2 separate regions of the Gossypium arboreum genome follow, and region 2 is linked to region 1. Evidence: chromatin contacts called from public Hi-C data. All regions are on one chromosome and are shown on one strand. Each heading gives the region's core, a stretch centred on a gene start, on an enhancer-like site or on the middle of the called end of the contact. The rest is flanking DNA. Distances are from core to core; before and after follow the strand shown. Region 1 has its middle 22 kb from the start of LOC108460091. Region 2 overlaps LOC108471248 (transcription factor bHLH35).

Region 1 (6,396 bases), core at 2,728-5,227:
GATTTACAGGTTGGACCTTGCCAGTTAGTCCATAAGGGTCCGACACCCATATTCCAGGACCATACAATCCTGTTACATGAAATGCGCCAAAGCCAAAGCAAGCCACTCTTGAGAGAAATAAATGAACTCCAAAAATATTGGGCAAATCCAAATAAGGTTTTCTTGTGCGCTCATCACAAAAAATTTCTAGATCCCAATATAGCCAATGCCAGATAGCTGCCAAGAAGCACAAGCCAGAAAACACAATATGTGCTCCGGCCACACCTTCGTAACTCCAAATACCCGGATTTGTTATAGTCCCCCCTGTAATACTCCAACCGCCCTAGCTTGATTTTGATTGTAGTCTATTCAGGTATGTATAATTTTATAACTATAATTGTACTTGTGAACTTAAAAAAAATTTGATTTAGATATTTTCCTGCTTCTCGATGCATATATCCCTCCAAATGAATTTTCTCAAAGACTACAGAATGTAGACAAGTTCATGCTTTGAATGGCAAAAGAAAAACTTGATACCAAGGGCAAAGTCAAAAAATTATTTTAGGGGTTAGAAATGAATGAAAATTTTAGTGGACAAAGTGCAATTACACCATTATACTATCTTGTAATTTCTTAAAAATTGAAGGAGCTAATAGGAAATTTTTCATTGGGGAGGGGGTGGCTCGGCCTGAAGGCCCGCTTGAAAAGTGAGAGGGTTTAGGCAAAAATATAGGCCCAAAAATAGGTTTGAGCAAAAAAATAATGTTCGTTTAGAAAATGGGCTGGGCCTCAGGTAAGCTCTTTTTTGGCCTAGGCTTCACCAAAATTTGCAAAAAAAAAAAAAATTGTTGCTGTTTTGCCACTATTTTGTTATCATTTCACTATTATATTGCTACTATTTTATTTTTAATTTTTGGATATTGTATAACTTTTGTTTTATTGTTAATTTTGCTACTATTTTAGAGACATTTGCTTGTTAAGTTGCACTTATCTTAGTGTTATTTAAGTATAAAAACTTTTTAAATTTGTCTTCAATTTGTTGGGAAACATTTATTTTAATGTTTTTAGTGTATTTGATGTATTATATTTTTTAATTAAAAATTTTTAATACGGGCAAATAAAGCTTAGGCAAAATTTAGACCCATTTTTTAGGTCGGGCCAGGCCCGTGCTTATCAAATGGGTTTGAAATTTTCTTACAGCCCGGTTCATGATCACCTCTAGGGGCAAAGCCACTGTCTGCTTCCTTGCACCCATGCTTGATACTGTATTTACTATTAGTTCATGTACTCCACATAAGTTATTTATTTAGTCTTTATACTTTAATTTTATCAATTTTAGTTTTTGTAGTTTTCGACTTTTGAAATTTCAATGTTTAACTCAAATGGTTGCAATTAAATCTATTTGGTTAAAATATGCTATTAGTCTATACAATGTGTAAATTTGTAGATTTGGTTAAACCGAGGAACAAACAGAACCAAAATTATCATAAATGGATCAAAAATCAAAAACCTGGTCAAATCAAATTAAACCCACCTTATGTAGGATACATAGTGTAATAGTATTAAAAAAATAGTATATGGCAATAAAAAATCAAGTGAAATCTAGCCTTTGAAATTTAGTTTTTTTTTAATTTTATTTTTGAATCAATTTTTGTTTTATTTCTTATGTCTATTTTATGGTCTATATTCGAGTATTATTTTATATACAATTTATAGAGTTTTAGATTCTACAAATATGATGAAAAATGTGACGTGTTTAATTTATTTATATATTTAATTTTAAATTTTTTATTATGTATAAGATACTTGTTACACCTTGACTCGTGAAATTTAAAAACTCCAAAATTATGTAATTTTTCATATAATAATTGAGATTATGTGAAAAACAAAATAAAATAATTGTAACATGCAATTTAAGAGAAACAAAATTTGGGCCTTTTCACTTATCCGACCCATAAAAATCCATGGTAGGTCCAAACCTACTCCACCATGCTATGAACTTCAACACTCAATATATAAATAAATATATATATATATATATTTATAATTAGTTTTTGAATTTGGTAATTAGATCCATTTTAATACCTATTTATAATTTTTTGTCAGTTTTGGTACATCATCTTGACAACTAGGTCCATTTTGGTCCTTGAACTTTGATTCTACAAAAAAAAAATTGAGACATCACCACTTGAAAATAAAAAATAAAATCAGGTGATCACATGGCATAATCTTAAAGTGTCATATCATCAAACTTTTATATTTGTCATGTTCAAGGATAAAGATGAACCTAATTACCAAATTCAGGTACCAAGGTGGATAAAATGAAAGTACAAGTTCCAAGGTGGAACTAATAGTTACGTTCAAGGATTAAAAATTATATTAACCCAAAAAACGCTAAAATTTCCACATAAATCAATAGAAGAAAACAATTTAGAGGGAGGGGGAAAGGTATCTACATATTCAACTACTGAAGATCCACTTAATATTTTAGAGGACTCAAATAAAAGAAAACACTCAAAGAAAGGCTTGAAAAGAAAAGTGAAATCTGTTTAAAAATGAATTGGGCCTTGAACATTGCCCTTTTTTGCTAAATATTTCAGGGCCTTCTGTACAATGTCCTATAGTTGGAAAGGGCCTTTTATGAAATTCTACCTATATTTTGGGGTAAGTCCCAAACCTATTTATGACTTGGGCCAGCCCATGGAGAAGCCTAGGTGGGATGTTTGTGGTAGATAATTTATATGCCTATTTTTCCGGTTAGTATTCTATTTGGTACTTAAATTTGATTTCAATGTTCATTTTAGTATATAAGTTTTTCAATTTGATACTTGTTTTTTTTCTATATTAGTTAAGTACATGAGTTTCACTTTAATGTTCAATTTGGTATTTGAGTTTGGTTTCACTATTCACTTTAATATCTGAGTTTGGTTTCACTATTCACTTTAATATCTGAGTTTTTTTTTTGTCTCAGTTAAGTACCTATGTTTTTTTTTTTACTAAAGCGCATATATTAAACATTTATCGAGTCATAAGATATCATATGGTTTGAGTACCAAATTGAATATTAAAACCAAATTCAAGAATCTACACTATATTTACCATTTTTCACTTTCATTTGTCATCCCTTATATACATATTATATTTAACACATAATAAACATTAGAGATAACATTATTAAATAAAATAATCACAAATCTCCAAAAATTTAATTTTTATAAACCATAAAATCAGCATAAAACATACTTTAATTCTAAAAGGAAACAAAAGCCTGATCTGTCTGCCCAATAAGTATACTATAATATGCTTGCAGCCTTTTAGGTTAATTAAATGATTTTGGTGGGCAATATTTTAACCAACCTCAACTGATTTTTAGGGCTACTCCACCCAATCTGATGGACTGTCTTTCTTCAGTGCTTTATAATAGCTTGTAGATTAATTTTGGTATTGATTCATGATTCTGCTTAACAGGAAGTAAATTCTTTTTAGTTCTAAGATTTTTATTTGATATGATGATGGAGTTTTTTTTTTAATTATTAAAAATTATTATATATTGGTAATTGAGCCTTAATTTTCATAGACATTATTATCAATGTTGGAGGACATGAGTTCTACCTTGTGAAAGAAAAATACAAATTCAAACATCAATAAATACATTTAGAGTAAATTTAGATGGACAGTGGGGTGCAATGCATTTAATTTACTTTTTATCTTACACTATAATATTACTACAGTATCTAATATTATCACCATTGTTATTTTTATACTAACTGTAATTAAATGTAATGCACATCCAAACTTACCCTTATTATTATTTGATGTGGGATACAAAGGGAGGTTAAAAGAGAGTGGAATGAAATGCTAGCAATATGGCAAAAGAAAGTCCAAAAAGTAAGTATAATGTGAAGGAAGCAAAGAGACATTCCTTCAACCCTACCAAAAAGGGGATAAACAAAAGTGAAAAAAAAGCAGCCTATTCTCCGACAATACTATCTGCAACTTGCAAAGTCAATAATTACGACAATAGTGGGGTGGGGTCTCTATGCTTACTCCTTCACTGCTCACTCTATTCTTTTATTAATTAATCACTAAAGTTATTGATCAAGTATTAACTCAATTAGTATGAGTATTGTTGTTAATAGAGGATGCATAAGTTTAAGTGTATTGAAATGTATTATCTTCTTATTTATGAATTGGGAAGAAACTTTAGATAATTCTAAATATTATATAAAAAAGAACAGATATAATTCTAACCTATAATAATATTGTCAAAAAAAGTCAATAATCACGACAATAGTGGGGCGGGGTCTCTATGCTTACTCTTTCACTCCCCCACTCTATTCTCATATTAATTAATCACTAAAGTTTGTGCATCAATTTTTCTAAGTTGTAGATTTAGTTTATGTAATTTAATTTAGTTCATTTTGATTTTTTTTTAAATTTAAAATTTAGTCTTCACTTATATGGTAGCGATTAATTTGTTAAGTTAAATCATATTATTTTTAAAGTTATATGCGGTAAATATATTATCGCATGTTTAATTTTTATCAACTTGATGTTTTCACTTAGTCCTTATTTAAAAAAAGGTCATGTCATTTTAGTAATAAATTTGATGGCGGCCATTTGAGTCAGGATTGAGATTTTAAAATTCGAAAAGTATAGTTACTAAAAGTGATCAAAATAAAGTATAGTGTCTTAATCTATAACTTACACATGGTGTGGGACTAATGGAAAATTTTGACCTAGCGAATTTAACTGTTATTAGGAGTGTAAATAAGACATTGATCCTCATAAACTATAAGAGTTCAAATCGAAAAAAAATAAATTCGATTTGGTAATTACCGAGTTGAAATTGAGTAGCTTGAGTTATTAATCAAGCTGAATTTGAGCATCATAATATTCGATTCAAACTACTCATGAGCCTTATCGAGGTTTTGATTTTTTAATATATTTTTTATTATGAAATTATATTCTACTCTTATTATATAGAAAGAAATTAAACAAATAAGATTAATCGAGCTTAATTGAGATCAATCTCGAGTGGCTCAATTAAGTTTCAAGCTTTCTTCAAGCTTAGAATTTGATGTTCAGCAGAGTTGAAGCCAAGTATTAAGCCTTAAATTTTGAGTCTATCTCGAGCTTGCTCCTATTCAAGTTTTAACTTGGCTCTACTGCACTTTAATTATTATATTTTGGGTCGATACTAAAATTTTAAAATTTAAAAAGTATAATACTAAAACCGAACAAATCAAATCGCAATACAATGCATAAATTAAACATATACATAGTACATAATTTTTAACCATCAAAATTTGCATTATTCTCATGCAAAATAGCAAATGAAAACAAAGGAAGAAAGGAGAGAAGGGTGAAAACAGAATCTAAGTACTTTCTCTTGAGAGTTGAATTGTTAGTGATGGGTTTTGCAGTGGCAAGGATAATCCATGTCGGGGAAACCTTGAAAAGGTGAGCCATCCACATATATATACACAATTTATAAGCTTAAAAAAATAAAAATAAAAAGAGCAAATGTGATGGGGTTTTATTTATTTGTGTCAGCTTGATAGGGCATGCGTTATTTCAAAACATCAAAACCCAGAAAAAAAAAACACCAACACTGTGCTGTGTTTTGCTTTGCTTCAATCATCAAGGAAAATTTGGTGCTTTCTTTTTGGCGTTTTCCCACATTCCTTTTTCCTGTTCCAAGAGGCTTAAGTAAGCCCCTCTCCTTATATTCCCCTTTTTGAATAGTTACTGTAAAAAAAAAAAAGGTTAAATTATTATTTAGGATCTGACCTTGGCAACGACTCTCAAATTAGGACTTAAATTTTTTTTGTCCAAATTAGTCTCTAAACTTGATAATTACTCCTATATTAGAGCTTGAATTAGGCAATTATTCCCATTTTGGGACTTGAACTTATTAACTGTTCTCATATTAAAGTTTAGACTTTAGGATTTTCAAAAAAATATCAAAGACTAACTTTAACAAAAAAAAAAATTAGACCCTTGTGTAAAAATAGTTACTAACTTCAGGCCTCAAAAAATATTTAACCCAATAAAAAACACTCAAATCTATTAAAAAATCCTTTTTTTTTTCTTTATTTCCTGTCATTGAGCACTTGGTGGGAAATTATTGTTTTCATGAGAGTCGTTAAAAGTTTAAAAAGGAAGAAATGTAGGATACGAAAAGAGCTTTATTGATTCCCTCCTCAATATAATAATAAGGGACGGATCCATAAAAATATCATGGAGATCTTAATATTAAGAGTCGAATTGTATTTTGTTTGTTCTACTTAAAAAAATTAATAAAGTAATTTTTATATGTTAATCACATATCAAATTCGTTCTTTTGTTAAAAATTCTATATATTTCTATCGTTAAAAATCAGTCCATGTATATTAGCATGAGATAAGTATGGCA
Region 2 (6,396 bases), core at 1,421-3,920, 58 kb before region 1:
TTAGTACATATTTGCATTTTTAAACAATAACTTAACCATATTAACCCTAGACGAAAACTTTGGTTAAATGCTACAACTACACTTTTAATTCCATTTAACTTATGCCCCTATAACTTTTTAATTTTATGCATTCCAATCCTCCAATATAAAATTTCCGACTTTATCATTGCCTTTAACAAAAGATGATTTAGTTAATCTTAAAAAGGAGAAAAATAAAAACAAAAACACTAAATGAATTAAAGGGAGAAATGTTATTCTATTGAAATTTCAAACACAGGACATGGAAGCATACACTTATTTTACAAGATGATGATGATGGGACTAAAGGGACGTAGAGATTTCAAACATAAAGACTGCCGAAAACTAAAGACTCTACTTAGAACGAAGAAGTAAGGAAAAAGGAGCATGATGAAAATGTGGTAAATTTGACAGATTTATTATCATTGTTATTGTTATCATTAGCTCACATACTCATTGGACTTTGTGGATCGTTCAGTGCTGCAATGGCTGTTTCAATCTGCACCTTTAACTCATCCTTCTCCCTTTCATCAGCCTGCATTTTTATGTCAAGCCCAAAACCAAATAAATGATACTAGAATTTATGTGAATATATATTGTTTCCAAAACAAATTGCTATATTTAAAAAATAAATTAGAGACAATAAAGTGAATTAGTAATATAAAGTGAAATTAATTACATTGGGACTTAAATTTTTTAAGTTCAATTTAGTCCCAGAACTTGACAATTGTTCTCACATTGAGGAATAGATTTTTTTTGTCCAAGTTAGTCCCTAATATTTCCTTGAAAACTTTAAAGTTTATGCCCTAATGTGAGAATAATTGCTAAGTTCAGGTTCTAATATGAGAATAATTGCTAAGTTCAAGGACTAACGAGGACAAAAAAAACTTAAGCCTCAATGTGAGAATTGTTGACAAATTCAAGCCCCAAATAATTATTTAACCCTGCAAAAAATCATAATTTTCTAGATGTGTTTAACTAATAAAATATAATTATAATTATCCATTAGAATAAAAATAAAAATATACAAAAATTTGAAAGTGATCATTACTAATTACCTCGAGTAATTCTCAACAACCTAAAGAATTTGAGCAAATAATTGGTATCTTATTTACACTCAGTCAGCTTTATTAATTATAATAATTATTCAAATATGGCATATGTGTAATTATAAGTAATTATACGTAAATTTAATTATCAAATAATTTTTAAATATATTCTAAAATCAACAAGTGACAAACAACTTGAAAAAAAAGAGTAAATTATATTTAAGGTCACTAAATTATCAGTAAATTAAAATTTATGTCTTGGTCACTCAACTTCAAAAAATAATAAAATAGTCACTAAATTATTTAAAAGTTTTTATTTAAGTCATTGAATTATTTGAAAGTGTTCATTTAAATCATTGGGCTGTTAATTATATGTATAAGTCCAACCAGCAAGCTCCAAACGACGATTCAACGATTGGTATAATGGACCGATACCCATTGATAGGTAGAAGAACATACTTTAAATCTAAGTAAATCGATAGTCAATGCCGGAAACCAAAGAAGAAAACTATTTGAATTTTGGTTCATAGATTTGTAACGTCCAAAGTCATTTCATATAAATAAATAAATAAAACCTAAATTGTAAAAGAGAAAAGGAAAAAATAATTTTAATTGGTGCAGATAATGTGAATAGAAAAAACCATACAAAACTTATTTTAATAATTCAATAACTTAAATAAAAACTTTAGAATAATTTAACGATATTTTATAACTTTTTAAAATTAAGTGATCAATACATAAATTTACTAATAATTTAGTATTAGTTCGTATTACTGAAAGCTGAGATGTGTGGCTATTTTTGGGCATTGCTAAAGTTTATCCCTCCTTTACTCGGCAAAAAACAAAAGAGAGAATTTAAAAGAAAAAGGAGTAAAGGTTTGGCAAATTGCCCAGTATTTAGGCAATTGACACGTTCATTATTCTTTATCTTGTGGACCCGAATATGTGGATGACAGAAGGATGCCTAATTTATAAATTAACATTCCAAAGGATTCATTCAGATTTTATTTTTCTAAATAAAAAACCACTTATAAAATACCTATACTCATGCTTTTTAACTTTAAAGCAACCTCTACCGTTATTTTGGAAGATTAAACAATTTGCTTATAAATAATATAAAGGTACCAAAGAAAAACCTTAATTGTATTTATTTATGAGAGAAAATAACTGATACCCTAAACCAAACCTAACCAAACCAAAGCTTTGAAGTCTACGTATAGTGATGTGACAATAATACCATTAAATATTCAGAAAATGGTAAATAAATTACGGAAATTTCGAATTGTTTAAAAATTAATAATAAAGACAAAAATATGAAAATAAAGAAGAGCAATAATGTACTGTCAATTTGCATTTTTTAGTATACTGACATTTAAGAAAAGGAAATGTAAAAAGGTGATGTGTTATTAAGCCATGCGCATAATATATTTTGTTTTTCACATTAGATAAATTAAATAAGAGCACGTTTTAAATGCAAATATATATTTTTTATTTAACACATGGTGGTTCGTTGTGGGAGTTTTGTTTAGATATTTATAGCCACAGATGTATATATATATATAAACATGATTTAGTGTGTTGGTCCTATTATAGAGTGATGGGTACAAAAAGGGCATAATTTTGGCACTGGAAAGTTTTGATAATTACGAATTGTATACAATAGGGAGAAAAAAAGAAGAAGAAATAAAACAAAAACAAGATGCTAGTATATTCTACAAGTTTTTCATTGCGGTCATACTTCTATCATTTATGTGGTGCATGTAGGGACAAAATCAATGATCTTGTATAAAAAAAATTAAATAATTCTTTTAAAGAAATAAAAATATATTTAACAAAATGTATTAACTAAACAAGCAATGATAGTTGTATACCTACTCTTTATATTTATTATTTTCTAGAAGATATACACTAGTATTTTAGTATACTAGTTCTTATAACCCTAAAACCCCACCACAATTTATTAAATATTTTCTTCTCTATCATTGCTTAAATGAAAGATACTTTAGAGTCATAATTATTAAAGAATTTAATTAGGGTAAAGTAAAAAATTACTTTAGAAATTAATAAATGATAATTTTTTGAGGTTAAAGTGTGATTTTACTATTATATTAATTTATAATTTCATAAATTTTGAAGGGACTAAATTGTAATTTTACCATTTTAGGGAAGATCAATAACCTTATATACCCCTGTCTACTCCCCTAAGCAAAGCAAGCAGGTTGTTTTAGAAAGGGTTATAATTGAATTATAATATATTTGGGAGAGAGGCAACTTAACATGAAATTTTACTGATTCTGAAGGGGATTTTAAGGCCCTGCCCACATCATTTAGCTTCTCCCTTGAACCGACAAGTTTCTTTTTGTAAGCGTCAGGGTGTAAAGTTTGTTAAAAAAATCAAACTCATGCTAATATAAACTAAAATACAAACACAATATTTATCACTCAACTTTAAATTCAGTTTACAAATTTATCATCTTTTGGACTCTTCTTTGAAGGGATGCCAATTATAAATCATGATCCGACTCTAACATACATATATATAGGATTTGTAACCATAGTTTATGATGGAGTTACCCAAATGGACATGATTAACACAGTTGACTAGAGGCATACCAAAATTTACATTTCTTTTAATTTTCTTCATAACATACAAAAGTTATATATCTCGAATTAGAAAATATTAAAAATAGCATAATCGATCATGGAAGACTGATATATTGGACGTTTAAAGTGGGGAGTGATATGGGTCCTTTCACTTTCCCTTTTCCTTTCCTACTTTAGTTTTTGTGTCGGAACAGGTTTTATTCGAACACCCTGGATTTCACTTACCCTAAATTCTATCCATTTATATTATACAAAACTATTCATTTATTTTATAGGATGACCATGCATTTTTTAAAAATATTTAAGTAAAATTTAAAATTAACATATGCCCTTCTTTTTTACTTTTAATTTTTTTACTATACTCTACATTAATATGTGATCACTCCAATTATGGTGGTAGAATTTTTTTTAAATAATCTCAATATAAGTTTTGATCATATCTGTTATTTTTTTGACACAATATTTAAAACTATCTATAATCCTTCTCCAACCCATAAATAGAAGGATAATACGTTTTAGCGCATTCGTACTCTTGTTGCTCATGTTAATCAAGCTAAGACTCAATTGTTAATCAAGCTAAGACTCAATTGTCATGTTTGTAAAATTTTTAAACTCCAATGATAATGTGATAAATATTTTTTTTTATTTTGTATCTATATATGAAGGATTTTAATTCAATAAAAGGATTGGTTTAAAATCAAATCATTTAGTAAATTAATTTTTCTAAAAAGAAAAAAAAATACTTTTTATTTAAAATATAATTACTAAGTAATTAACTACATTATTGTCTCTCTCTTTTGTTTTTTTCTTTATTTATTTTTCACTTATCTTAAATTATTCTATAAAAGATGGTAATGGATGATCGACTTTATTAAAGTTTTCTCTATCGGTTTCCAATATTTTAGGCCCCACGTTTCTGGCCGTTTTTTTTTTATTTGATACCCCTTCTAACTATGTGTTGTACGCCACCACATTTTTAATAATTTATTTGTCGTTACTTAATCCGGTTATTAAAGCTTTTAAATTTTTTATGAAAGTGTTCACTACTTTTTTTCCTTTAAATAAATTTGGAATTAAACCTGTTTTAAATTAAAAGTCTAGACGAATACTATTAATTATATAGAGCGTTGAGATTGTTGATGAGATGTTAATGAGTATTCAACTAATGAAATCAACCCATATTAGTAAAACTTGTTTAATTAACTTATGTTAAGTTTGGTAAGAAGTACTGTTGTTTTAATCTATTTTTTTTTCTTTTATATATAATTATAGGTGTACTCAATTATTTTACGGTCTAAATTAAATTCTATTTGAGTTAACGTGATATTAAAATAAAATTCTTCCAACAACGATGATTGTAAAATTCGAACTTAATTCACATATTCAGAGAAGAACCCCACTATCACTACTTCTAATTTGTTGGTTATTTTTTTAACTTGTTTTAGTACACAAGTTAGCATTAAACTATTTTTAATTTCTAATTTCCAGTCACTTATATTATTTGTTTTAATAACTAAAGAATTTATTAAAGTTTTACTGTTTAAGTTTAAATTTATACTAATTATTTTATAAAATCTGTTAAATAAGTTTTCCTAGCATTAATTGGTTACGCTAGGATCTAAGTTGCTTAGGGAGTTAAATTCGATTTTTCTATTTTGGTCTTAAATAATATATGGCCCATTTTACGGGTAATTGTTGTTTCGTACGACGACACAACTAACAAAATAAATATAAAATGTGACCCAGTGAAAGGGAACGAAGAACAACAGTTCTAGAAAGACGAAAAATGGACTTACCTCAACAAACACGGTTTTCAACAGTCTGCCGGAGACCACCGTGATGTTGGCCGTAATAATTTTAAGCTTCAATGATTCGAATACCTCGCATAGTCTAACCATCGTGTCCGTCTTTTTACTGCAGGTTATACTCACCACCATTGTCTTTTCCCCCATATGGGTCACTTTCAGCTTCGAAAATTCAAACCCAAAGGAAAAACAGTTACAGGTGTAATTTTGAGAAAAAAGAACTAATTATATGAGACAGAGAGAAAGTGAAGGGGGAGTTGGAGAGTGTACTTCAAGAACTTCAATAGGGGAAGCTCTTGATCCACCATAATCAAAAATGTTATCGAGTTTAGTCTTCTTAGATCTCAGCCCTGATAACTCTTGATCATATTCGAAACCTGGATTTTTCTTCAGCTTTCCCGATTCTAACTCCCTGATCTCGGCCTGGATTCTACCCTCTTGATCGTGCAATTCTTGGATGTAATCAATGGCGTCCTTAATTATCGAAGCCTTATCCATCTAAATCGATTCAAATCAACAACATCAAACTAAATAAAAATCAATTCAGAAAAAATAACAAAAAAACAAACATATATTCACAAATCCATGACGATTTGATAACATACTTTACTTATATTTGGAACAACAGCTCTAAGAGCAAAGAGGCGCTCATTAAGCTTTTTCCGTCGGTTTCTCTCAGAAACGATGTTCTTAGCAGCAACGGAAGAAGCTGCTCCGTCAGGAGAACTCGAATCATAGTAACCGGAGAACTCATCAATTGGCCAACTGCATCGATTCAATCCGATTTAAATAATTAGATTCATTTTTCTTTTCTCTTACTGTTTTCTAGTATATTAATTGTCTAACCAAAGGCAATTCACTTTTGATGAACATTAAAACGGATAAAAACAAATAAAAAATAAATAAATCAAAATTGTTGT

What was found. Hi-C and Micro-C count contacts between places; a contact is called where the count stands out from the background.
Region 2: a contact with region 1 is called in a Hi-C map of leaf, with 2.2 times the contacts expected there. The contact joins two enhancer-like sites. A contact is called at or near these places in 2 of 5 Hi-C or Micro-C datasets (both in leaf).

The regions. Positions count from the first base shown.
Region 1 is chr13:127,062,057-127,068,452 of ASM2569848v2, reverse strand. No RefSeq gene overlaps it. Among protein-coding and RNA genes, the nearest start is that of LOC108460091, 22 kb to the right of the region's middle. Within about 2 kb of position 3,977, at least 2 of the 2 cell types and tissues checked have an H3K27ac peak or open chromatin away from gene starts, as enhancers often do. A contact at or near this core is called in leaf, where this site is marked.
Region 2 is chr13:127,118,660-127,125,055 of ASM2569848v2, reverse strand. It overlaps LOC108471248 (transcription factor bHLH35), which reads right to left. Exons shown (of 5, transcript XM_017772881.2): 2 at 6,082-6,241; 3 at 5,747-5,974; 4 at 5,468-5,638; 5 at 233-553. The coding sequence ends at 464. Among protein-coding and RNA genes, the nearest start is that of LOC108471248, 3.5 kb to the right of the region's middle. Within about 2 kb of position 2,670, at least 1 of the 2 cell types and tissues checked has an H3K27ac peak or open chromatin away from gene starts, as enhancers often do. A contact at or near this core is called in leaf, where this site is marked.